7 separate regions of the Mus musculus genome follow, and all the other regions are linked to region 1. A link is a contact called in public ChIA-PET, Hi-C, HiCAR-type, HiChIP or PLAC-seq and Micro-C data. All regions are on one chromosome and are shown on one strand. The core of a region is the stretch at or near the end of the contact, and the rest is flanking DNA. Distances in the headings are between cores, read along the strand shown. Region 1 holds the start of Nr4a3 (nuclear receptor subfamily 4, group A, member 3). Region 2 holds the start of Anks6 (ankyrin repeat and sterile alpha motif domain containing 6). Region 3 holds the start of Galnt12 (polypeptide N-acetylgalactosaminyltransferase 12). Region 4 holds the start of Col15a1 (collagen, type XV, alpha 1). Region 5 overlaps Col15a1 (collagen, type XV, alpha 1). Region 6 overlaps Col15a1 (collagen, type XV, alpha 1). Region 7 holds the start of Tmeff1 (transmembrane protein with EGF-like and two follistatin-like domains 1).

What was found. Hi-C and Micro-C count contacts between places; a contact is called where the count stands out from the background. ChIA-PET counts read pairs in DNA pulled down with a chosen protein or histone mark. HiCAR-type assays count read pairs that join an accessible place to other places. HiChIP or PLAC-seq counts read pairs in DNA pulled down with a chosen protein or histone mark.
Region 2: a contact with region 1 is called in a Hi-C map of uterus, with 5 times the contacts expected there. The contact joins the promoter of Anks6 here to the promoter of Nr4a3 in region 1. A contact is called at or near these places in 2 of 39 promoter capture datasets (embryonic stem cells and liver), 3 of 484 Hi-C or Micro-C datasets (embryonic stem cells and uterus) and 3 of 115 datasets of contacts at active chromatin or transcription factors (embryonic stem cells and stem cell-derived neural progenitor cells).
Region 3: a contact with region 1 is called in a HiCAR-type map of embryonic stem cells, with 4 times the contacts expected there. The contact joins the promoter of Galnt12 here to the promoter of Nr4a3 in region 1. A contact is called at or near these places in 2 of 39 promoter capture datasets (embryonic stem cells and hippocampal neurons) and 3 of 115 datasets of contacts at active chromatin or transcription factors (all in embryonic stem cells).
Region 4: a contact with region 1 is called in an H3K27ac HiChIP or PLAC-seq map of embryonic stem cells, with 8 times the contacts expected there. The contact joins the promoter of Col15a1 here to the promoter of Nr4a3 in region 1. A contact is called at or near these places in 1 of 484 Hi-C or Micro-C datasets (embryonic stem cells) and 2 of 115 datasets of contacts at active chromatin or transcription factors (both in embryonic stem cells).
Region 5: a HiCAR-type map of Th17 cells shows a contact between it and region 1, with 3 times the contacts expected there. The contact joins the enhancer-like site here to the promoter of Nr4a3 in region 1. A contact is called at or near these places in 2 of 39 promoter capture datasets (embryonic stem cells and hippocampal neurons), 2 of 115 datasets of contacts at active chromatin or transcription factors (Th17 cells and embryonic stem cells) and 1 of 9 other capture datasets (liver).
Region 6: a contact with region 1 is called in an RNA polymerase II ChIA-PET map of memory CD8 T cells, with 51 read pairs. The contact joins the enhancer-like site here to the promoter of Nr4a3 in region 1. A contact is called at or near these places in 1 of 39 promoter capture datasets (neutrophils) and 5 of 115 datasets of contacts at active chromatin or transcription factors (effector CD8 T cells, memory CD8 T cells, pro-B cells and 2 more).
Region 7: a contact with region 1 is called in a Micro-C map of embryonic stem cells, with 4 times the contacts expected there. The contact joins the promoter of Tmeff1 here to the promoter of Nr4a3 in region 1. A contact is called at or near these places in 5 of 484 Hi-C or Micro-C datasets (Sertoli cells and embryonic stem cells) and 3 of 115 datasets of contacts at active chromatin or transcription factors (embryonic stem cells and stem cell-derived neural progenitor cells).

The regions. Positions count from the first base shown.
Region 1 is chr4:48,043,751-48,046,879 of GRCm38.p6, forward strand. Nr4a3 (nuclear receptor subfamily 4, group A, member 3) reads left to right here and starts at 1,555. Exons shown (of 8, transcript NM_015743.3): 1 at 1,555-1,966.
Region 2 is chr4:47,055,756-47,058,884 of GRCm38.p6, forward strand. Anks6 (ankyrin repeat and sterile alpha motif domain containing 6) reads right to left here and starts at 1,551. Exons shown (of 16, transcript NM_001356426.1): 1 at 1,194-1,551. The coding sequence starts at 1,525.
Region 3 is chr4:47,090,413-47,093,541 of GRCm38.p6, forward strand. Galnt12 (polypeptide N-acetylgalactosaminyltransferase 12) reads left to right here and starts at 1,511. Exons shown (of 10, transcript NM_172693.4): 1 at 1,511-1,916. The coding sequence starts at 1,561.
Region 4 is chr4:47,206,314-47,209,442 of GRCm38.p6, forward strand. It overlaps Col15a1 (collagen, type XV, alpha 1), which reads left to right and starts at 1,699. Exons shown (of 40, transcript NM_009928.3): 1 at 1,699-2,049; 2 at 2,133-2,221. The coding sequence starts at 2,039. Gm12426 (a long non-coding RNA gene) reads right to left here. Exons shown (of 3, transcript XR_001784287.2): 1 at 2,981-3,129; 2 at 2,109-2,273; 3 at 1-53.
Region 5 is chr4:47,271,391-47,274,519 of GRCm38.p6, forward strand. All of the region lies in intron 14 of Col15a1 (collagen, type XV, alpha 1), which reads left to right. The region is part of intron 1 of Gm52734 (a long non-coding RNA gene); the gene reads right to left. Among named protein-coding and RNA genes, the nearest start is that of Gm52734, 6.2 kb to the right of the region's middle. Within about 2 kb of position 1,556, at least 37 of the 459 cell types and tissues checked have an H3K27ac peak or open chromatin away from gene starts, as enhancers often do. A contact at or near this core is called in Th17 cells, where this site is marked.
Region 6 is chr4:47,309,565-47,312,693 of GRCm38.p6, forward strand. It overlaps Col15a1 (collagen, type XV, alpha 1), which reads left to right. Exons shown (of 40, transcript NM_009928.3): 38 at 856-1,041; 39 at 1,210-1,325; 40 at 2,513-3,129. The coding sequence ends at 2,726. Among named protein-coding and RNA genes, the nearest start is that of Gm52732, 8.0 kb to the left of the region's middle. Within about 2 kb of position 1,512, at least 150 of the 459 cell types and tissues checked have an H3K27ac peak or open chromatin away from gene starts, as enhancers often do. A contact at or near this core is called in effector CD8 T cells and memory CD8 T cells, where this site is marked.
Region 7 is chr4:48,583,738-48,586,866 of GRCm38.p6, forward strand. It overlaps Tmeff1 (transmembrane protein with EGF-like and two follistatin-like domains 1), which reads left to right and starts at 1,437. Exons shown (of 10, transcript NM_001356272.1): 1 at 1,437-1,904. The coding sequence starts at 1,733.

The DNA of each region.
Region 1 (3,129 bases), core at 305-2,804:
AGATTCTGAAGCATGTGCTATGACTAGGGGATCCTATTCCCCCAACTTTGCCACCCACACGCTCAATTGTTGGGGCAGATCAAAAGAAAATGCCACTTGAGATTCTAGCAGACCACTGGAGACCGCGTCTGTCTGTGTTGTTTCATTCTAACGTCTTCGTAAAAAAAAATTTTTTTTTCTGAAAGAGGTTACTTTCAGTTAGCAGCAACCTTTGGAACTAAGAGTTCTTAACTCAAACATGTTTTGTTTTGTTTTGTTTTGTTTTTGTTATTTGTTTTGTTTTGTTCTCAGCAAGAAAGTGACACCCTAAATTTTTTTCCAGGAAAAAATCGCTGTCCCTTATACAGTCGCCCAGACTTTCTACATACTTGGAAGACAAATGTACCTCCCCCCCCCCGCCCCCCGCCCCAGGAGACCATAGTTAAGATCCCCTAGAGACAACCTAATGAATCCTGTTGACTGATTTTGAATATTTCATTTGAGAGGTGGAAGGGGAGGCATCTACAACCCTCAAATGCGAGTTGAGTTCCATGTCTGACCCGGTGCTGGGGAGTAGAGGAACAGTCAGACTCACTCAGCTGTTCAACACGTGTGGTGTGTTTGTTTTATATATAGTTTCTCGTGCAGCGCGCGCGTGGCTGGATGTGCACTTCTTTGGATTATAAAGCGTCCAGTCAAGAACCTCACACCATAAGTAAAAAGAAATAAAATCTTGTCCCTGGAACTGTCTGCATCCTAGGGTGAAACACTAACAGCATGACAGGAGGAAGAGGCAAATTAGCCTAGGCGCAGAGGGCCAGAGGGACGTAAACAGCCTTAGAACCATTGCATGAGGGAAGCACAGCTGCACCTCTGGGAGTCTTCGGCCTGGTGCCAGACTCCTTCAGCTGCGACTGCCAGGTCACTCGGAGAAGCTGGCTGGCGTAGCCTTCCCTTTCGGAAGAGCTGTCCTCTCTCTTACCCCCTGGACCTGGCTAGATGCCTCGGGGCAGCCTCGGAGGCGAGCCAGCAGCACTCCTCCAACTCTGCTCCACCCGGAGCCTGACAGCTGGGCGGTCCCGCCTGACCCGCGGGCGGGCTGCGGCACCCTCTGGTAGACCGGCGCCCTGGCAAGCGGCTCCCGTGCAGAGGGGTTGGCCGCGCGAATCTGAGAAGCCTCAGGGCTGGGGTCCGCAGCTCCCCGTGGTTTCCATTGTGCGGCCGTGAGAATGGCCGGAGGACGCGCGCACGCGCGCGCGCACACACACACACACACACACACACACACACACACACACCCTCGCACACGCGGAACCGGCTGGGCCAGGGGAGGGAGGAGGAGGGTGACGTAGCGTCCCATGTCGTCACATTGACGTCTCGCATTCCAGGCACTCTATGGAGAGGCTGCTAGGGCTCCTGTGGCATAAATGACGTGCCGAGAGAGCGAGCGAACGCGCAGCCGGGAGAGCCGAGTCTCCTGCCTCCCGCCCCCCACCCCTCCAGCGCCTGCTCCTCCTCCGCTCCCCATACACAGACACGCTCACACCCGCTCCTTCACTTGCACACACAGACAGACACACGCGCGCTCACACGCTCCGCACACACACTCCACTCTCTCCCGCGCGCTCACACCCCTCTCACCCGGCTCCCTCGCCAGTGTCGCGCCGCGCCGCGCCGCAGCCGGACGCCCCTCCAGGGCTCACTTTGCAACGCTGACAGAGCCCGCAGTGTCCGTGGAGGTGGGAAACGTGGCGACATCCTACCCCCTGGTCGCAGCCGGAGACTGGATGCCTGCGGAACCTCTCGGCGGCGCTCTCCCATGAGTTGGGATCGCAGCATCCCCCGCCAGCCGCTCACCGCCTCTGGGAGCCGCTGGGTTTGTGCACCGCAGCCCTTCCGGGACAGCAGCTGTGACTCTCCCCCAATCCAGATTTCGGGGTCGCTCTCTAGAAACTCGCTCTAAAGACGGAACCGCCACAGCACCCAAGTACGTACGATATGCCCAGTTAATGTGGGGACTTGCTTAAAAGTTGGCGCGCTGGGAAGTGTCGCTCCTGAAATTGACAACTTTTAATATGGGGTGGCCCCCTCCCGCCGCCTCCCCTTTCAGGTTTTCTCGCCCAGCTACCGGTGGGTTCCAAGCTGAAACTTTTCCCTTGTAGCTGGCCCTCAGGGACTCTGAAGCTTGTGAGATTCCTCTCCCCACCCAAAGAGGCTAAAAGCCTCTAACAAAGAGGAGGACCTGGATTTGTGCTGTAGCTGCTCCAGCGTCGTAATTCAGGGTATTTCGGCTCTAGTTGTCATGGTAATGATGCTCTCGGCGGCGGCGGCGGCGGCGGCAGCGGCTGCCGCTGAGGCAGAGTTGGAGCCCCGGTGATGAACGGCAGTAATTTTCCTGCCTTTTAAGTGGAATTGGAAATAGGGACTCTGGTGGGTCCGAGTTAATGTGTCTAATGGTGAAACGGAGCTGGTTGTCTGGGAGAAAGCTTAGGAGGGCCAGTGCCTGGGCAGCAGCGGCCGGAGTTTGCAGAGGCTCTGGAGGAGCTCAGCAAAGAGGGTGTAATTGTAGGAATGCGGCTTATTGTATTGAAATGAGCCCCGGGCTCCACTAGGCACGTCTGCCTGGCGTCGCCGACTTGCTGGTTTACACTTTTCCCCATGGAGGTAATCGGGTGTAATTGCCGACTCTCGCGCCCCGACACGCGTGGGGACCAGGTCCCTCTTCTCCAGGCCTTGGCTGGTGTGGGAAAGGCTTGTGTTACTTTTCAATGAGCTTTCGGAGAAGTTGCTCCGAGTGTTTTCTTCTTAGTAGAAAGGAAAGTTCTCGATGGTGAAAAGGGGAGCCGAGCAGCGGAGCGCAGCCGGCGGAGACTGGCTTTCAAAGGCACCTCTCGAACCTGTTGGAGGCTTCCGGCAGTCATGCGGGAGCTCATGAGCATTGGTCCCTTGATTTCCAAGAACGTTCTTGGAGCTGGCCTTTTGTTTATGTGCCCGGCTTCTCCCGAGGGAAGAGCCGCGGGGACTGTGGTCAATAGTGCTCTGGAGCTGCTTATCCTAGGGCCTGGGAGGGCTGGGAGAGAGGTTACAGGGTTCGGTTCGGCCATTCCTCCGCTGTTCCAATTCTGGAGCTCCTTTGCCAACAATCGGGAA
Region 2 (3,129 bases), core at 301-2,800, 990 kb before region 1:
ACCTCTGCTGCCCTGGCATTCTCCACCGGTACAACCTGCTATGTGACTGAAAGCTATGCTCACTCTCAGGACTCTCCCTCTAGGGCTAGAGAGATGGCTCAGCAGTTAAGAGTACCTGCTGCTCTCAAAAAGATGCCAGGTTTGGTTTCTACCATCTGTGTCTGTACCTCCAGTTCCAGGATACCCATCGCCCTCTTCTGGCTTCCCTCAGACACCAGGCACACATGTGGTGCACATATACACAGGCGCTCATACACATAAAATAAAAACAAATCTAAAAACAAAACAAGCATTGTCTCTTTTCTTGTTTTTTTACAGCTCAGTATATTTATACGAGTCAGAAATCTAGAGATGGATTTTGCTGCCTCTCCCAACCCCTTCGCAGGGTCACACAACCACGAGGATCAACTTCAGGTTTATCCAGGCCACTAATTGTCTCTTCCTTGGCTGCTGTCTTCCTAGCCAGCCTTCCTGACTCTGGCCCATCTCTCTGCCTATTCTCACAGGTGCTGAATGTAACTTACCCGAAACAAAAGTCTGTTCCGGTCACAGTGCCCTGTGCCTTCCACACTCCTGATCATCCTTAGATTGTGGGTTTCTGTTCAGCCCCAATCTGGCACCTACTTTCTTCCTCCAATGGTGGGCTTGTCTCCAGCCCCCTCTGGGTCGCAGCATCCTCCCAGTTGTCTGACCACCTTTCATCACTATGTGTCTGCAGTGTGCTTGTTCTCCCTCGCTTCCTCGTTTTCCGGTCCTGGATAACTCTTACAAATCCTCGAGTCTTAACACCTCATTTCCACTAAAAATCGCCTCTATTCCTCCAACTGGGTCAGCTACTACTGTCAGACCTTCCAGATCAAGAATGCTACTTTATTTACCCACCCACCCCACTCATATCCCCAAAATAGGGACTTAATTGGATCCCAGTTATCTATTCGGTCAACCCCCAAAGCCAGGGTGAGTAGACAGATTCTTAGGAGACCCTTGATGCAAAACGGAATGAATGAACGTCTAGAAGATGCACTCCGCAGCCTCCACACTGTTCAGAAGCCAAAGTTTCTAACATCCCTAATCTTGTGTTTCTGAAACCGCCCTTTTATTTCCATCATACAGATGACCAAAAGGCAAAGCTCCAAGTCTGCCATTCGCACTCTCACGAGTCCCGGACTCTCTCCTTCCCGGTCCCCGCTCACCTGGCCGCCTGCATGAGCGCGCTCCAGCCGTAGTGGTTGCGGCTGTTGACCGAGGCTCCGCGGCGCAGCAGGAACCTTACGAGTGGCTCGTGGCCACCGGCCGCCGCCAGCTGCAGCGCCGAGTTGCCCGCCTCATCGGAACAGTCCACCGGCACCGGCGCCCCGGCCTCCGCTGCCCGGACCGCCTCGGGCCCTGCCGGCTCCGCTCCCGCCTCGGGCCCCGCGACCGGGTCCGCGCCTGGCTCCAGCAGGCGCCGCGCCGTGTCGGTGTCACCCTGCTCGCAGGCGCGGAGCAGCAGCTGCAGGCCGGGGGCCAGCGCGCCCTCGCCCATCGCTGACCGCCCGCTCCGCGCCGCCGCCCGCTCCCACCCCGGGGCCGCGCGCGTGCCCGCCGTCCGCAGGCCCGCCCCCTGGGTGCGCGCGCGCCTCCGGGGTCGCGCCTGATGGGTACGCGCGCGCAGGGCCCGCCTCCCGCCTTGGAGGGTGGGCCTGTGACTGTGCGGTCACTCTTCAGTCTTCCTGTTCGTTCCTACTGAATCCGACCTCTGGGCCTAGCTTAGAACTCATCTCGCATCTCTACCGACCCCAGACCGGCCCGCATTTCACTAGCGCTCCCTAAACAGTCGCAGGCTGAATCGGGACGAATGGGTCAGCCCCGTCGTTTGCCGGAGCAGCCCTGCAGTGCTGAGTTCTTCATCTGTGTCAAGCTACCCGCCCATCTATCTCTTGTTTTTGACAGGGGGGGGGGGGGGTCACCACTACCGCAGTAACTTACATGTTACAGATAGAGATTTTTCTAGCCACACCCCAGACCCACTGTCGGAAACTCAGTGTGGGACCAGCAACTGTTCTGGTCCCAAGCCCTCCTGTATATCACACAAACAGTAGGAACCACCGACTGGTCCCCAGGGCAGTCCTTGTAGCCACCCTAGAGTTTCAGATGATTATTCCAATCTACAGTAGACGAGTGACCGGGAAGGTTGTATGTTGCTATAGTCTGCACAGATCTGCAGGCGCTGCTGTGGCTAGGACTCAGGTCTTCTGACATCAAGTTCATCTCTCTTTCCGGACTCAACAAGTATGTATTGGATGCCTGTTAGTGCCAGGCACAGCTCTTCGTGCCGCGAACGTTTGCAAGATAGCATCTCTGCCTTCTAGGATCTGACCCACCCATACAGGCTATAAAGATATGCTGTGGTAATAAACTTGGCTGCTGAATGGTAGTTGAGTGCTGTTGACACAGTAAACGGAACATGAATCCAAGCAAAATCGGGTAGAAGGTGGAGCATTGTTTCATAATTGAGCCAACAAGAGAATTACTGAAAATATAACACTTGCAAAAACCTTAAGGAAGAGAGTAAGCCATGAGGACATTTTGGGGAAAAGAAGCTAATTAAGCAGAAAGCAAGACGCAGTTCACAGCATATGTGTCCTTACAGCATGGACACTTCCATAGGAAGAGACAACTGGTTTCCCTAGATGGTTAGTAGTGCCCGCCCAAACCCAGCAAGAAGCCAGACATACAAGGCAAGGCTGTTACATGTCCCAACAGTGTGTCATGATAACAGCGTAACTGTTAGGTCTGAGGACAGTTATTGAAAGTGTCCCCTGACTTCCACATTTGTTGTATGGCATGCACAGGCACACACACAATAAATAAATATGTCAGCTATGGTGGTGCATGCCTTTAATTACAGCATTGGGAAGCAGAGGCAGACAGGTCTCTATGAATTTGAGGCCAGCGTGGTCTGCATAGTGAGCTCTGGGCCAGCCAAGGCTATATAGTGAGTCCTTTTCTCAAAAACAAAACAGAATAACAACAACAACAATAATAAATATAATTTAAAATAAACAAATAAAGTGGAAAGCTGTGTAGGAAGATATTCGACATTGACCTCTGGCTATCACATACCCACATGTGGTATATGCCCATAAT
Region 3 (3,129 bases), core at 261-2,760, 950 kb before region 1:
GCTCTTAATGGCTGAGCTATCTCTACAGCACCAACATAAATCTTTAAAAACAAATTTTCTTGGGACTGGGGCAGAATTTCAAAACAACACTCCAAAATATAGTTCTGCTACCTGGCACCACACATTTATGTGAAATGGCACTCCCAGCATTGGGATTTTTAAAATGAAATTATCAATCAACTCTGAAAATTATGACGATGGTTTGTGTCCTGTAGTATCAAATGCTTAGCCTTAATTTAAGTCTTTATATAAAAATAAGCAAGTCCATCCATCTTAACATGTAAACGGCTTTCTTTTATTAATAGTAAAATTATATGTATTTTAAAGATTGTTTTAAAATGAGTTTCTTTATGACTTACTATAAGTAAGTGGTTGATTTATATACTGGTTTTATATACATATACACCCAGAATTACACAAAAACTTCTGCCGTGAAAATGTGCTATTAGTGGCAAAATTAATAATAATAATAAGCCATCCTGAAAACGCTGCAGTGGCTGAAGGCTTCAGGAAGAGTTGGTAAGGTGGGGCAAGGCAAGTGGGTGCAGGAACAGAATTTGCAAAGGCACCAGCCTAGCTTGGCTCCTTCCTCCCCCCACAACTAAAGGTAAAAGTGGCAGTTTGTGTAAATTACTGAAGACATTTTATTCCTAAAAGTTAGAGGCCAGCCTGGGCTATGTAGAAAGTTTAGAGTCAACCAGGACTACAGAGTGAGACCATATTTCAGTCAACATCAGGGGCTGGGGCTGGAGACACTATTTAGCTAGGCTTGGTACCACTGACCTGTAATTCTAGGACTCAGGAAAGGAGGCCAGCCTGGGTTACTTGAGATTCCGACTATGATACAGCAACACATTTTTGATTTAAACTTTAAATTTAAAACTTTTATCTGTATGCATGTATGTATACACAAGTGTCTATATCACACGTGGGGGTTGGAGGACAACTTGAGGGAGTCCTCCTTTCACCATGTGGGGATGGATGGAACTCTGTCCTTCAAGCTTCGAAGCAAGGGCCCCGTGGCTCCCCTTTTCTCCTATAAGCCCTGAGCCAAACCTGATACATTACAGGAAAGGATGGTGTGTGTGTGTGTGTGTGTGTGTGTGTGTGTGTGTGTGTGTGTGATGGGCCTGCGGAGTGTAGGTGTCCCTAAAGCAAAGACTGAAAAACATAGCTTGGAAAACCATGGGCTCCAGTTAGTTATTCTAGGCGCCACTGAGTACCGCACAGAGCCGCCTGCAGCTTTCATGAGTCTTGGCCAGCACATCCTGAACACGTAGTGGCTAAGGTTAAGGACCTTCCATCCGGGATAGTGCTAGTGTCACGTAAGTTCAAGGAAGGGTCCCCATAGCGCCCAGAGCGCTGTGCTCAGCCCACACTCACGCCGCAAGGGTCGCCAAGCTCTCTGCTCTCTCATGTGGGCACAGGCAGGTGGGCGCGGGAGGCAGCAGCCAGGAAGAGGGCGGGGCGCAGGTGGGGCGGGCCGGGGGCGGGGCGACCGCGGTTCCGGGATCCGGGTCCAGCCTCGGCCCGAGGCCGCGGGGTGCAGCTAGCGGGTGCATGTGGGGGCGTGCGGTGAGGAGGCGCTGCCCGCGGGGGCTGCGGCGCGGCCGGGAGGCGTTGCTGGCACTGCTGGCCCTGGCAGGGCTGGGCGCGCTGCTGCGGGCTCGAAGCAGGTCGGGGACGGTGGACCCGGGACCCCCGCGGACTCCTCTCCCCGGGCGTCACGAGCCAGTGCTGCCCAGGCCGCCGCTGCCCGCCGATGCTCTGGGAGCGCATGGGGAGGCGGTGCGGCTGCAGCTGCAGGGCGAGGAGCTGCGGCTGCAGGAGGAGAGCGTGAAGCAGCACCAGATCAACATCTATCTGAGCGACCGTATCTCGCTGCACCGCCGACTGCCCGAGCGCTGGAACCCTCTGTGAGTAGTCGCGGAGCACTGGCGCGTGGGACGCAGCATCCTTCTCGGGAGGAGGTGGTGCAGAGCGGGGGTGGTGGTGGGGCGTATCTAGAGGGCGAAGAGGCGGGAAAGTTAAAAAAAAAAATCAGAACGAACCTAAGAAAGTCAAACTGGTAACTGAGTGGTCCCTTGAATCAGACACCTCAAAGTTGTCATTCTGTCGGGACAGGGTGAGATTCGAGTTAAACACACTGAAGAGACCCCTACTTCGTGCCTGTGGGGGCAGTTAGGACTGTGGGTGTGGCTGTGACTCCGGAGAGCTGACGGCGACTAGCACAGGGCTGACCCCATTCATTGGTGTGGGTGTGCTGTTGCCCAGGGATAGAGCAGAGCCATCGAGATGCCCAATGGCCGTGCCCGAGGCCCGGAGCCGCCTCCCTTTCTCTCTGGCTGTTGAAGTCCTAGCTTTGGGTGGAGGGCGGTGGGAAGAAGAGGTTTGTGGGAAGGGCGCCTGTGACTCTTGAGTCCAGCCGAGCACACTCTTGTAGGTGGTGCAGGGCAGATCCTGTGTAGTCAGAGCCTAGTTCCTGTTGAAGCTGCTGGCTTTTCAACAGGTGAGAGACAAGGAAGCAAACACCCGCAGCAGCTGCTGCTGCCACCTTTACCCTCAGTCTCCCAGACGCCTCCACCCTTTAAATTTGTTACAGAACTTTTAGTTCCCACTTGAGCTCGGTAGATTGCCTGGAAAACAGAACTCAGAAAGGGGTCCTGGTTAGAGCCACAGGGCCAGCCTGGTGTGATTATCAGGCGCTTGCCACATTCTACTCTCCAGGCCTTGACAGTTCTTTTTTTTTCCAGTTTGGAAATGGACTCAGAGGGCATAGGCAACACTGACCTGCGAGAGGATGAGATGCGGTCTGCTGTGCCCCTTCCTCCATCAGGGAGAGTTTAACAGATTTAACTGAATTTCTCTCACCTACCGCAATGGCTTTGCCCGAAGCCCTTTTCACTCTCTTTCCGAGTCAAAATTGCTGGGATTGGCAGGGATTCTCCACTCCTACCCAGTGCCTCAGGCAGCTTCAGCTCTTTGAAAGGTCAGGTCTTTTGCTCACTAGTTCTGCGGTCTCCGACAGTGGGGTTCAGTCTTTAGTTGATTTGGCCTCAGTTTCCTTGTTTGCCAACTAGGGAACCGATGAGGGTTAGTCTGTACACTCTGTGTAAGTGGGCTGAAGGA
Region 4 (3,129 bases), core at 449-2,948, 840 kb before region 1:
CCCAAGGGGATCTTTGTCTTTAGATTTCAAGGAGCTGGGTCTCGGGTGCTTACCTAGAAACAACAAATGTGTACACAGGACTTCTCTGAGAGGGCGGTAAAGGAATCTACTGCAGTATCCAGCACTGATGAGTTGAACCACAGTCAAGCCCCATCAGCTGAATACAGGATGTACCTTCCTCCTGGGGCAGGTCAGGCTTGTGGCATAAAGTCATCTTATATGTGTAACCAAACTGTATCTGTGTATTAAACATAAGCTCTTCCCTATCTCATTTAGACACGGCCGTCTCTCCATAGACCCCTTGTTTGCTCGTTTGGAACAGGGTGGTAAGCTCTCAATCCAGTTTCACTCTGACTTATGAGCAAAGACAGACTTCAAGTGTGGTATTAAGTAGGACTGGTCCTTTGTCTTGTTGATGGGTGAAGCAGAAAATGGTGGCAACCATGGTAAACTGGAGGATATTGCCCAACTGATGAAATTCCAATAAAATCTGACATCAAAAATGCAGGTTCCATGTCATCAGGTCTACCTGAATTCTAATAGTCCACAAATTTGGTTTTTCAATTTGTGTGCATATATTTGTATGTACATGCATGTAGGAGTGCCCACAGAGGCCAGAGGAGGGTGTTAGGTCGCAGGAACTAGAGTTGCTGGTGATTGTAGCCTACTCTATGTGGGTGCCTGGACCTTGGGTTCTCTTCGAGAGCACTACATGCTTTTAACCCCTGAGCCATCCTTCCAGCCCTACAAAATATGGATCTTAATAAACAGTTCATAATTATAAAATGTTGTTATTATTAACTTTTTAATTTGGAAGCTATCACTGACCAAACTTATCTGCGGACCACATGGAGACCCAGGCCACCTGTTTATAGCCACTGGCTCTAACTGTCAAACAGAACAACCTTGGGTGCGACAATTTCCTTAGGTAAATCTATCTAGGAAGTCAGTTACAGATCTGGCTGGTGCATTTTACAAGTAATAGAGAAATCCAGACCCAAGAAAGCCAATTCCCCATGGTTAATCATTTGTAACAAGTGTTATACCCATCACAGAAGGCACAAAAGGGGAACGAGAGTTCAAATCCATAGACAGGGTGAACAGATGTCAAAGCCACCTTAAGTGGGCAGTATCCTTAGAATGCCCCCTAACTTCCTTGTTAGTTCCTTGGAGCCCTCCTGGCTTCCGGTGCCTCGGTCCCTTAAAAGCCAATGGCTCTGCCTGTCTTGACCCTTGTGGTGTGTCCTCACCCCCACGTTTCCTGCAGTGCACTAGTTAGTAACTGCAAGAGCTCCTAAGGATAGCGTTTTTCAAGAGCTAAGCTCCCAATTCCTGCCTTCTGTGTTGCTTGTTAGTTAAAGGGTGTCTTGTTCCCAGCGGGCAGGTAACACACCTGACTCTATGTGCCTAGGTCAACATTGAGACCTTACTCTTTTCTTCAATGTTGATTCTCTTGTGTGGCTCACTGGATGGATGCCTTGGTAAATCGTTTGGCTTCTCTGGACTTCAGTTCCCCTTGGTCAAGGTTTTGGGATTCCAAAATATTCAGAGCACACCCCACGAGTCCTTCAAAGTCCTCGCTCTGTGTATGACTTCCGTCCCCACCGTGTTACTCTGGGGCATGCAAGTGGGATCTTGGCTGGCCTGCTGGGTGTGGCACAGCAACCAGGAGCGACTTCAACCGCGTAGCTTTGGGACACTGCCACTCCCCTCTGAATCTCAATAGCCTAGTCTGTCATGTAAGGAAACCCCAGCGATCCCAGCCGGCCCTGGGTTGTGGAGCTCTGCGTCTGCATGCGGGGCTTTCCTCGCGGGTTACATAAGGCTCTGGGGTGGCGGGAAGAAGGGGGCGTGGGGAGGCGCAGCGGGGACCGGCGGCGAGGTGGGGCACCGCGCGTGGGGGAGCGCAGGGCGCGGCGGAGTCGGGTTTCAGAGCGCGGGTGACTCAGGCGCGGGCAGCAGCGGGGATCCCGCCGTCGCCACCGAGCGCAGCCTTTGTTCCGCGGGCGAAGTACAGCTGGGGTCCGGCGGCTGCACCATGACACACAGGTAGGACCCGCGCCCCGCTCCCCCTGCACCTTCGCCTCACCTCCTAGCCGCCGCCTCACCTTCTCTGCCACCGCTTCTTGCAGGAGGACCGCGCAGGGCCGGCGCCCGAGGTGGCTGCTCTCCATCATCTCCGCGCTGCTCTCCGCTGTCCTGCAGACCCGCGCTGCGACAGGTAAGCCACAGCCGCTTGGGTTTGCGCGCCCGGGTGCTACGGCGCCTCATTCCTGGACATAAAAGGGAGTACTTGCTTGGCGCGGCGCACAGCCGTCTTGCCCTGGGTCCTCCCGGGCCCCCCGGGTTCCTAGGCGCTGAGATGATTGCCTCAGCGAAGGCACACAAGAGTGTCTGGGCTGGACGTGGCTCACCAGAGCGGGCAGAGAGGGGTTTTAGCTGTACAGTGACAACACACTGCCAAACTATCCCAAAGCGCGCTGGGCTCCCGCGCTGAGGTCGTGCGCACTGGGCTGTAGGGTGAGCAGGTCCCATGTACACTCAGTCCATGGGAAAACATGGTCTTCGGCAGGGATACCTTGACATCCTAGTCGTTCCTGACATAACAGAACAGAGTCGCTAGCGTGTTTGGTTCAGCCTGAGTCACTAGAGGTCCCCATCCCTGCCGGACAGAGGCGCAGTGGATGATGGACTAAGCCTGAGAAACTGATCTTTCTTTCTCTTCTATGGGCCTCAGTTTCCCCTGAGAGGACTCAGAAGCTGTTGGATTAAAGTGGGTCTGACTTAAAGTCGAACTGCCGGTGTGAATTGCGCCTCTGTTGGGTGACTGTGGGCAACATTTTTTCACTCTGCATGCCTCAGTTTCCTCATCTGAGAAGATCTGGTAAACTAGACCCTCATTGTTCCAGAAGCGTTGAGAAGTGTAACGGACAGATGGGAAATAATGTCCTTTCCATGAGAATAAGTGTCGGAAAGATACCTTGCTCTTCTCAGGAGTGCCTGTGTTGGAAAGCATTGTTGGGGAGGCTTAGGAAGTGGCAACTATGAAAGCCAGAACTCAAACCCAGTTGGGCAGGTTCCTGTCCCTGCTCAGCCTTTGCATTATGTACTCAGCAAAACCAGGCTTTT
Region 5 (3,129 bases), core at 306-2,805, 770 kb before region 1:
AGCTGTTTCTGTAGCATGTGACTACTGCTCACTGCTACAGCTCTGAACAACAAGCCAGTTGCTGTATGGTCCTCTCTAGAAGGTTCTAAGCCGCCACATGTGGTATCTGCCTTGTCAGAAATGCCACTTCTTTTTGTCATTAATACCTATTTCAGATACAGTGACCCTTCTTTATCCTAATGGTTATGTTATAAGACCCTTCCCCACACATTTATATTGTTAAACAATAAATTGTTCCTTGCACACACACACACACACACACACACACATACCTATTTAGTATCTAACTTAAGCACAGTAAAAGATTAACTGCAATATCTCATGATACAATAAACCAGTCATAACAATATACCATAGTAAAATCACTGGTATCACTACTGTCTACTTTAGAGCTATCATTAGGTAAAACAAGGGCTAATGAAAGGGTGAATGACGGTCTGCTGATGACAGCTAAGATACTGATGAGTTGGTAGTATATAGAACATGGATATGCTGGACCAAGAGATTGCTTATATCCTAGGTAGGATGGAGCAGGAAGCTGTAAGATTTCATTGTTCTGTCGAGAACAGTGTGAACTCTAAAACTTGTGAATTGCTTATTTCTGGAACTTTCCATTTAATAATTTCAGCCTCTGGCTAACAGAAAAGCTGCAACCAAACACAGTGGGACTTGGATAAGGTGAGGGGGTACTGAATGTCCTTCTCTTCACTCTTTTGGGGTCAGTGTTTTGTTTGGGATTTGTTACGATGAGGTCATGTTACCTCGGCTGGATTAGCCTCCACCCACTGTCTAGTGCTAGAATTATAAATGTGTTCCATCATGCCTGACTTCTCTCAACATTTCCAGTTCCTTCTTCCTCTTTCTGAGAGTACAGGGAGAACCTTCTTAGCAATGACACAGAAGTTGCTAGCATTCCTGTGTACCCTTATCCTGCCTTAGAGCCGAAATATCCTTCCAACCCAGCACAGCCTCTATTAGTCTTTTATGAGTAAGTGGAATATTCTTCAAACAGCATCTTAAGCTAGCATTTCTCCTTAGCCTGCTTTCAGTCTTCTGAAGCCGCCTACTACCCATGCCTGTGCTCTTGGGGAAGGGCAGGTCATGCCCCTATAGCCTTACCAGACATAATGAAGACATGCCTCTTTATACAAAGAGAGATAATAAATAAAAACGAGACACCTTGCACTAGCGATATGTTAATGAAGGTTCAACAAACCCACTGTCTAGGAGGTAGGGGCCCTGTACCTCACCCCCATGAACATGTGTGAAGTGTTTCCTGCCGGGGCACCATGGCCACTGAATCCAATCCCAGTTTCCGTCCATCGGCCTTGAGTGTGCTTAACTGAAAGGGTAACCTGATTTTTGTTGCAAATGAATTTTTCTCAGAAAAAGAAACAACGGTGCAACCTTAGGGAAGTCATTTCATACAAAACAACAGCTTCATAAGAAATCTAGGTCTGCGGGAAGCCCCACCAACCTACACTTACCTTGTCTGCTCCTACAAAGCAGCGGCTAAGCCTCCCACACTGTCTGTGCTTGCAGACACCCTGGGCTGCATACTGACGCCCCTGTTGGCTACAGCTGGCTCAGCTGCACAGCAAGGAGGAAGAGCCACCCTGCCCTAGATAGCTGCTGCAGATCTATTTTGCTGGTTCATTCCTGGCATTTGCTAAGAGATCCACTGGTTGTCCTGGGGGCATGGGATGCTTTGGGGTTAAGCAAAGGCAGACTCTAGAAGGACTTGGACATTTGCATTTGGAGAGTTGACGGGAAAACAAACAGTCTGGCATACAGTCACATATATGACTTCATTTGGGAAGGAAACGAGTGTCTCAGGGTCCTCATGAGACATCAGCTGTGGTGATCCATTTGACTCCCAACTCCTGTCACAGTATCTTCTTTTGGCTCACAAATCCTTATTGACAAGGTCTAGCCAGGACCTCCCATGACTGGATAAACCGAGTTATAAGAAGTCTTTTCTCATGCTATCAATCTGGGCTATAAGCCCAGGTAATTACGCAAAATGGAGGACAGTCCCATGCCTCCCAGGCTGGCCTCCAGCTCCATAAGAGCTGAGGACAACCTTGAACTCTAATCCTCCTGCCTCTCCCTCCCAGTGCTGTGCACTGTCATGCCCAGCTCAAAGTGAGTTGCTTTCCCACCATGCAGAATGAGTAAGACTCTATTTATTTGCCTGGGAAATGTAATACTCATATATAAAACCAGTATTACCAAACATGAACCTGTCATCAAAGTGTAGATGGTCATTAAGAGTCTATCTAGTAGATTTTTTATGATGCTCAGCATAAACAGAGGTACCTTTTATCTTCCCCATGCTAAGCTGAACAGCTAACCATGACACCTTTATCCCAGGAAGGAAGAAGTGAGAATGGCCTATTTTCCCAGCTGCAGAGCAGACCTGGGAGGGCAGTTGAGGATCCTTCTAGAAAGCAGGATACTCGGATGTTATTCCTTTTGCATTGACGCTTCTGCCTACAGTTCTACCAGGACTGAGGCATGAAGTCTTCAGGGTTCAGGGTATTCATGGTACCCATCTGTCGTAGAAGGTTCTGAGACACCCACGCAGGAAAGAGTCTATACTCTGAAATTTTCTTAACTACTCAGAATTTCTGGGGAAACTTGAGCACCCAAGAGCTGTCTTTGAGTCATCTCACTGGGCTGGAAATGTCGACGTAGACTCAGCTTCTGTCTTTTCTTGTCAGTTAGAGGAGAAATTTGATGATGTCGTCACAAATATCTCTTAGATATCCCAATCTGCTTTGGAGCTTGGCTCGTGTGATAGCATCAGGGCACCTTTGAAGACTCTGAGGTAGAACTGCTTTTGCCTAGAATCCATAAACCAGCTGTGTTTGAAGTCCAACACACCACAGTATTGGCTTCTTGGCTTCTCTCTATTATCATCAGTTGGTTTTGGCATATTTGTGTGGAGGGTTTCCATAAAACCAAAGAGACTGTAGTCTGTAGAGGATCATTACTACGAAGCCCACTCACAAACCCTGCAGACTACCCTACAAGGAACTCCAGCAGGAAAAAAACGTCGTGTATCTGGGCCTTTCATGTCTCCTTTATATTGACATCTTGTGATACCCTTGATAATTCAGTTCACCA
Region 6 (3,129 bases), core at 262-2,761, 730 kb before region 1:
AGAGCAAAGTGTTTATGAAGGCAAAATGATTCTAGGAAGCTAAGGAGAAAATTCTCAGGGGGAGAGAGAGAGAGGTAATTTGGGTAAACTTTTAATGAGCCCAAGAAGAAGTCAGTAAAGTGACCAATGGAGTTTTAAAGCAATGAATTGGTTTTTACTTTTTAAATACATCTATTTGTGTGTGAGATGCATGTGAATCTCTGTCTCTCTCTGTCTCTCTCTGTCTCTGTCTCTGTCTCTCTCTGTCTCTGTCTCTCTCTCTGTCTCCCTGTCTCTGTCTCTGTCTCTGTCTCTCTGTCTCTCTCTGTGTGTGTGTGTGTGTGTGTGTGTGTAGGAGTGCATTTGGATGTCAATGCCAACTTGACACCCCTTAGACACAGCTAGAGAGTGGCAGAATGAGAGCATCCTCAGACCACAGACTGCACTTCATATGGAATGCCAACAGAAAGGGCTGGAGGGAGGAAATGGGTGCCTATGTGCAAGCCAAACCAAATTCCCTAATGGCTTTGGTTTGGGGCTGATGAACAAGGTGTTAGGAATGGGAGGCAGGACAAAGCCACCCTAGAAGCCACGCTTGTGACCAGGCTGGGAGCATATCCAGATTTCTCAAGCATGGCCTGCACACTAGAATCAGATCTCCAAAGGACTCCTCAATCCGAGGAGAATGTCTCATGCATCTTTTATTAAATCTAAGAAAGACATTCTCACCCCAACGTCTGTTCACGGGTGCTAAGGCTGTCTTCACTGAGGGTGGACAGCTGCACCTGGGTCACACCTTACAGTCGAAGTGGGCCTCTTCCTCAGAACAGGAAGAGGAGGGTGGGGCTGCTAACCACCCTGTCTTACTCTTTGCAGCTGCACCTGGTTGCTCTGAACACACCGGTGGCTGGGGACATCCGAGCTGATTTCCAGTGCTTCCAGCAGGCCAGGGCTGCAGGCCTCCTGTCCACTTTCCGAGCCTTTCTGTCTTCACACCTGCAGGATCTCTCCACAGTCGTGCGGAAGGCAGAGAGGTTCGGCCTTCCAATTGTGAATCTCAAGGTAAAGCTGAACACCTTCGCCACTGACGTCAGGCACATCAATCCCCAAGTGGCCCAAGCACTTGCCACTTCAATCACTGTCCTCGCTGAGCTGAGGACTCCAGAAGTAGTAGCTGGGTCACACTATGAAGAGGGAGCCAAACCCTAAATGTGTCATTTGTCTTTGTAGGGCCAAGTGCTTTTTAACAATTGGGACTCGATATTTTCTGGTGATGGAGGTCAATTCAATACACACATTCCAATCTACTCCTTTGACGGTCGGGATGTGATGACTGATCCTTCCTGGTAAGTGCAGGCTTGGGCCCTGTGACGTAGCACAAGAGGCGTTTCTAGGACATGTTCTAACAATGAGCTACCTCCCTGGAACACTGCCAGTGTGAAGCCACAGTAAGGCAGCTGAGTCACGGGAAAGCCATGGCCTTGGAGCCAGAAGCCTCGGGTCTAGTAGCTCATGATAAGACCTGGGCAAAGCACTTCACTCCATGAGCCACAGTGGCCTTGCCTGTCAAATGAGTACAGTCATTGGTACACCACAGGACAGTTGTGCATATGACTGTGGGTGAAAACACAGTGATACTCAGTGCCTGTGCTACAACACATCTGAATGCAGGTCTGAAAGGCACAGTAGGCCCCCACGGCCCTACGCTTTAAGGGCTCCCGGTGTCGAGGGGCAATAGATAAGAGACTGTGTATAAATGTGGACAGTTTTGTAGTTTTAAAATAGAAAGCTGATAAAAGGAACAGAGGGGAGGATTTCATTTTTGAGGGCAAGAATGAAAAGGAGATTCCTGAAAGAGGGGGCCCCTAAGATGTGAAGGAGTCCCAAGTCTGACCATGAGAGAGGCTACCCAACAAGTGAGCTCAGGAGCAATGGTCCAGATGTGTGAAACCTAAGGATGCCATTGGGAGATCGCTGCAAGTGGGTATGGCTGCCAACATACTCTGTCTAGAGTATGTCTAGAAAGCAGGTAACAGCCACAAGGCACGGGAGAGGACTTGGCATTGAACTGTGGGTGAGGAGGAACATGTCTCTCCCTTTGCTACACTAATGCTAACTTCCTCACCAAGATATACCACAAAGAACTGCTATTTAGGAACTAGGGTGATGGCTCAGCGGGCCAAGGGCTTGCAGCACAAGCACGGCAACCTGAGCTCAGGTCTCCATCACTTATCTCATAGCCAGGTGGGGCAGCACGCTTCAGCCACGCCAGCACTGAGTGGCAGAAATTGGTAGGTCCTTGGTGTTTGGTGGCCATCAGATCTAACTAAATTGGCAAGCTCTAGGTTCAGTGAGAGACTGTGCTTCAAAAAATAGAGTAGGGAATGATTGAGGAAGACATGCAGTGTTGAACTCTGAAACACACACACACACACACACACACAAACTGTAAAATAAAATAAAAAGAAATGAAGAACTTCCTGTTATTAAAAAAATGCCATTTAAAAAGTAACACTATAAAATTCCTTTCTAGGCCCCAGAAGGTGGTCTGGCACGGCTCCAACCCCCATGGTGTCCGTCTTGTGGACAAGTACTGTGAAGCCTGGCGAACCACGGACATGGCAGTAACCGGATTTGCCTCCCCACTGAGCACAGGGAAGATTCTGGACCAGAAAGCTTACAGCTGTGCTAACAGGCTAATCGTGCTGTGCATCGAAAACAGTTTCATGACAGACACTAGGAAGTGATAACCTTCCCATGATTCTTAAGAGAGTGTTCTAAGATATTTCTTATGTGAAGAGTTGACACTGAAGTCTAAAATGTTGTAAATATTACAAGTTTGGTTTTTATATATATTACACATCTGTCAAAAGAGAAACCAAAGAAAACATACCTCAGTATACTCAAAAGGAAAGACAGAAAGGACTCAGATCCAAGTCAAATCCAATCCACATATTGGTGCTAGATTCTGCAGGAAGACCCCCCCGCGCCCCCCACCCCCACCCCCCGCAGTGTGAACACATTCCCTGACACAGAGTAGGACAGTCTGAAAACAGGCCAGCATGATTCCCCAGTGCATTCTTCAGAAAGCGATTTCTTCCTTGCAACCATGGCTGTTGAGTGTAAAATGTGCTTTGTGTTTGCTTACAA
Region 7 (3,129 bases), core at 187-2,686, 540 kb after region 1:
CGGGGTCATATTTTACTGTTACACAAAAGCTGTCATGAAAATCTTCCTTTATTCATTGTTGTGTCTTGTTCAACCATCTCTAAAGCAAAAATTCCAATATTGGTATTGTTAGGAAAACAAATTTAGTTTTTTTCTTCATATTTAGGTTGCCGCGCCCTCCAAAATGTATGCATGAATAGTGCTAAGTTTGTCAGTCTTTCTAACTTTTTAATAATCATCCAGAGGGGTAACTTTTTGGTTTAAATATCTTTCCCTTTGTTGCTAGTGGCTTTAAATTTTTTTTGAAAATAAGTTTATTTGTAATGTATATGGGTGTTTTGTTTGATGCATATCTATACCACATGCCTACACTGCCCTTTGAGGCCAGAAGAGAGTTCTTGGTACAGTGTTTACAGATGGTTGTGATGCTGTGGGAATCCAAGCTGGGGCCTCTGCAAAAGCAGCCTGGGCTCTCAGCTGCCGGCTATCTCTTGCTGGTCTCCAAAGCTTTCTCCCTTGCCTGGACTTCTCAAAGCCTCCTTGTCTTTACTTCTATGTTCAGTGTTTGTTTTGTATTTAGATTGTAGCTTTCTTCAAGTGTCCTTTTTGCAATTTTCTTAATTTTACAATGAAATTCTAGAATTCCTTCTGAAGTGGGCAACAATAACAGACTTCGAACAAAGCGGAAAATTTCCAAAAATTTGGCCTATGGTCTTATTGCCTGTGTAAAGTTATCATCTAGCAAGGTGAGGGCTGCAGAGGACTGTACTGGGCTCCAGACAGCTGGAAGACTCTTGGTCCCAACTTCCTGATTTGGGGAAGGCAGAAAACCAGTATGGGAACTCCTTTGTAGGGCTGTGAAATAGAACTGGAGAGGATACAGGCTAAGAGCTTCCTCTAGGCCTTGGATATAGCAAATCCGCTCTAAATCTTTGCTATTATGCGCGGAAAGGGCAACGCACTTTAAAGATTCAGCCGAGAGATGTAGTTATCCAGGAACCCGGTGGGGCGAGTCTTGGGGATTAAGCCTTTTCCCCGGAGAAGTGCACAGCGGGAGTGAGCACTAGGTACCAATCCCGATCCTGCCCATTTCTTGGGATGTGACTGACCTTGGACAAGTCACCTTTTGCCTTTAACTCCACCTGGAAAACACACGAAAGACCACCCGAGCTCGTGCAGGGTTAGAAGGCGCGTGGGAAAGGCTCACAAAGGGCTTCTGAGACACCGTCCCGAAGCTCTCTCCAGTATCCTCGGCGCCGTCCGGCCAGCCGGAGGGATCGGCGACCCCGGCCCGCGCCCCCGCCCGCCTCAGGAACAATGGCTCCCCGGGAGGGGCGGAGCTCGGCGCCGGGGGTGTGCGCGGGGCGGGGTCGCCGCTCCCTCCCCGCCCGCGGCTCCGTCACGCGCCCCTCACCGGGCGGGCCGGGGTCTTTGTGACGCGGCGGCGACAGCCGCGCGGACACAAAGGGAAGGCGAGCCTGCGAGCTAGAAGCTGCGTCCGTCCCCGCCCCGCGCCCCCCGCGCGCGCCCCAGCTCCGTGTTCCCCACGCGGCGCGCTCCCTGCCCTCGCGCGCCCGCGCCCCTCGCCCGCGCCGGGGTCTCCCAACGAGGCTGTCCCGAGCGCGGAGGGCCGGGGCCTGGCGGGGATGCTGCGGGGCTGCCCCGGGCGGCTGCACGGCTGCTAGGAGGCGGCGCGGGGCCGGTGTGCCCGGCCTGCCGCTCCCTGAGCTCCCCGCCGTGCGGCCGCGACAGCATGGGCGCCCAGGCGCCGCTCCGGCTGCCGGCCGCGCCCCCGCTCGCCGTCTGCGGCTACACGTCGGTGCTTCTGCTCTTCGCCTTCTGCCTGCCCGGGAGCCGCGCGTCCAACCAGCCCGCGGGCGGCGGCGGGGACTGTCCGGGAGGCAGAGGCAAGAGCAACTGCTCAGGTAGGAGCCGCCGGCGCCCGCCTCTGGGGCTCCTCCCTTCCGCCGTTCTGGGCCGCGGGAGGACCCGGTGTGGACCAGGGTGCTGAGGAGTCCCGGGGGCCGGGCGGAGGGCAGGACGAGAGTTCGCGGTGCGGGCTTTGGGGACCTGGGTTGGGGATGGGGAGTGGTCGTTTGTGGGTCCGTAGGTGTCGAGTGGCCGGGACTAGGGCGGCCCTGCGGCGTGGTGAGCTGGTGAGGTTCCGCGAGACGGAGCAGTGATCCTGGGTTTGCTCGTGGAAGCGCGTGTAAAGTGTTGTGAAGCCCCAAGGGAGGGAGGACGGCTAGGCTTCAAGGGGAGTGTGTGCGTGTGTGTGTGTTTGTGTGTGAGTGTGATGGTGAGGAACTGGCGGACTGAGGATAAGGGCCTGAGAACTGACCATGTGTTGGTGGGGAGGTTCTTAAGAGTTCCTGGGTTTTAAGAGGGGTAATGCCGGTAAAAAGAAGGAGTGGTTATGTTTGTCCTTTGGGTTCAGGGGTGCAGTGGGGACCAAATCTGTCCACGGTTCTGTGCATCAGGGCAGCAGGGAGTCCCAGGAGGGCCCAGGAAGTGTTTTGTTGGTTGTGTCTGGACAAAGCCTGAGGCTCAGGTAACCACGCTGGAGTACGTATATAGGGTGAAGAGATGAGAGCCCAGTAGTGAACCCAGTTTGACAGAGGGAGGGAGCTAGGGAGTCATCTTGTGTGGGATTTGGGTATGAAAGGTAATTAGGTCTCAGAGAGTGCCCCTGTGTAGCTAGAGTAACCCCGGGTTAATTAAAGTGGTGTAGAAAGAGAGGCAATGGTGGTGTGTGTGTTTTGCAGGAGGACCTGGAAGATTGGCAGCCAGGGGAGCCAGGGAGTAAGTGACCTCTCCCCTCTCTCCAAGGCCGCCTGCCCTCCCACAGCTGTTGGAAACAAAGAGCGTGCTGGGGTTTTAATGGATGACACAGGGGAGGAGGGGGCCGGCCAGTAAAGTTCCCCCGTCCTTTTGGAAAGAGTCCCAGGGGAGCCAGGGGATTCAGGCCCTCGGGCGAGCAGAGGCTTCCGGGTTCTCTTGGGGGAGGGTAGGTCTGCTTGCAGCTGGCCCAGCAGACCTAGTGGTCATAAGCCAGCCCTTGCTCACTTGGGCTTTTATCACTTCTCAGACCAGCACTTGTCCTTTTAACTAGGGTTGAAGCGGGGAGGAGGGGTGCACCTGAGAGTCGAT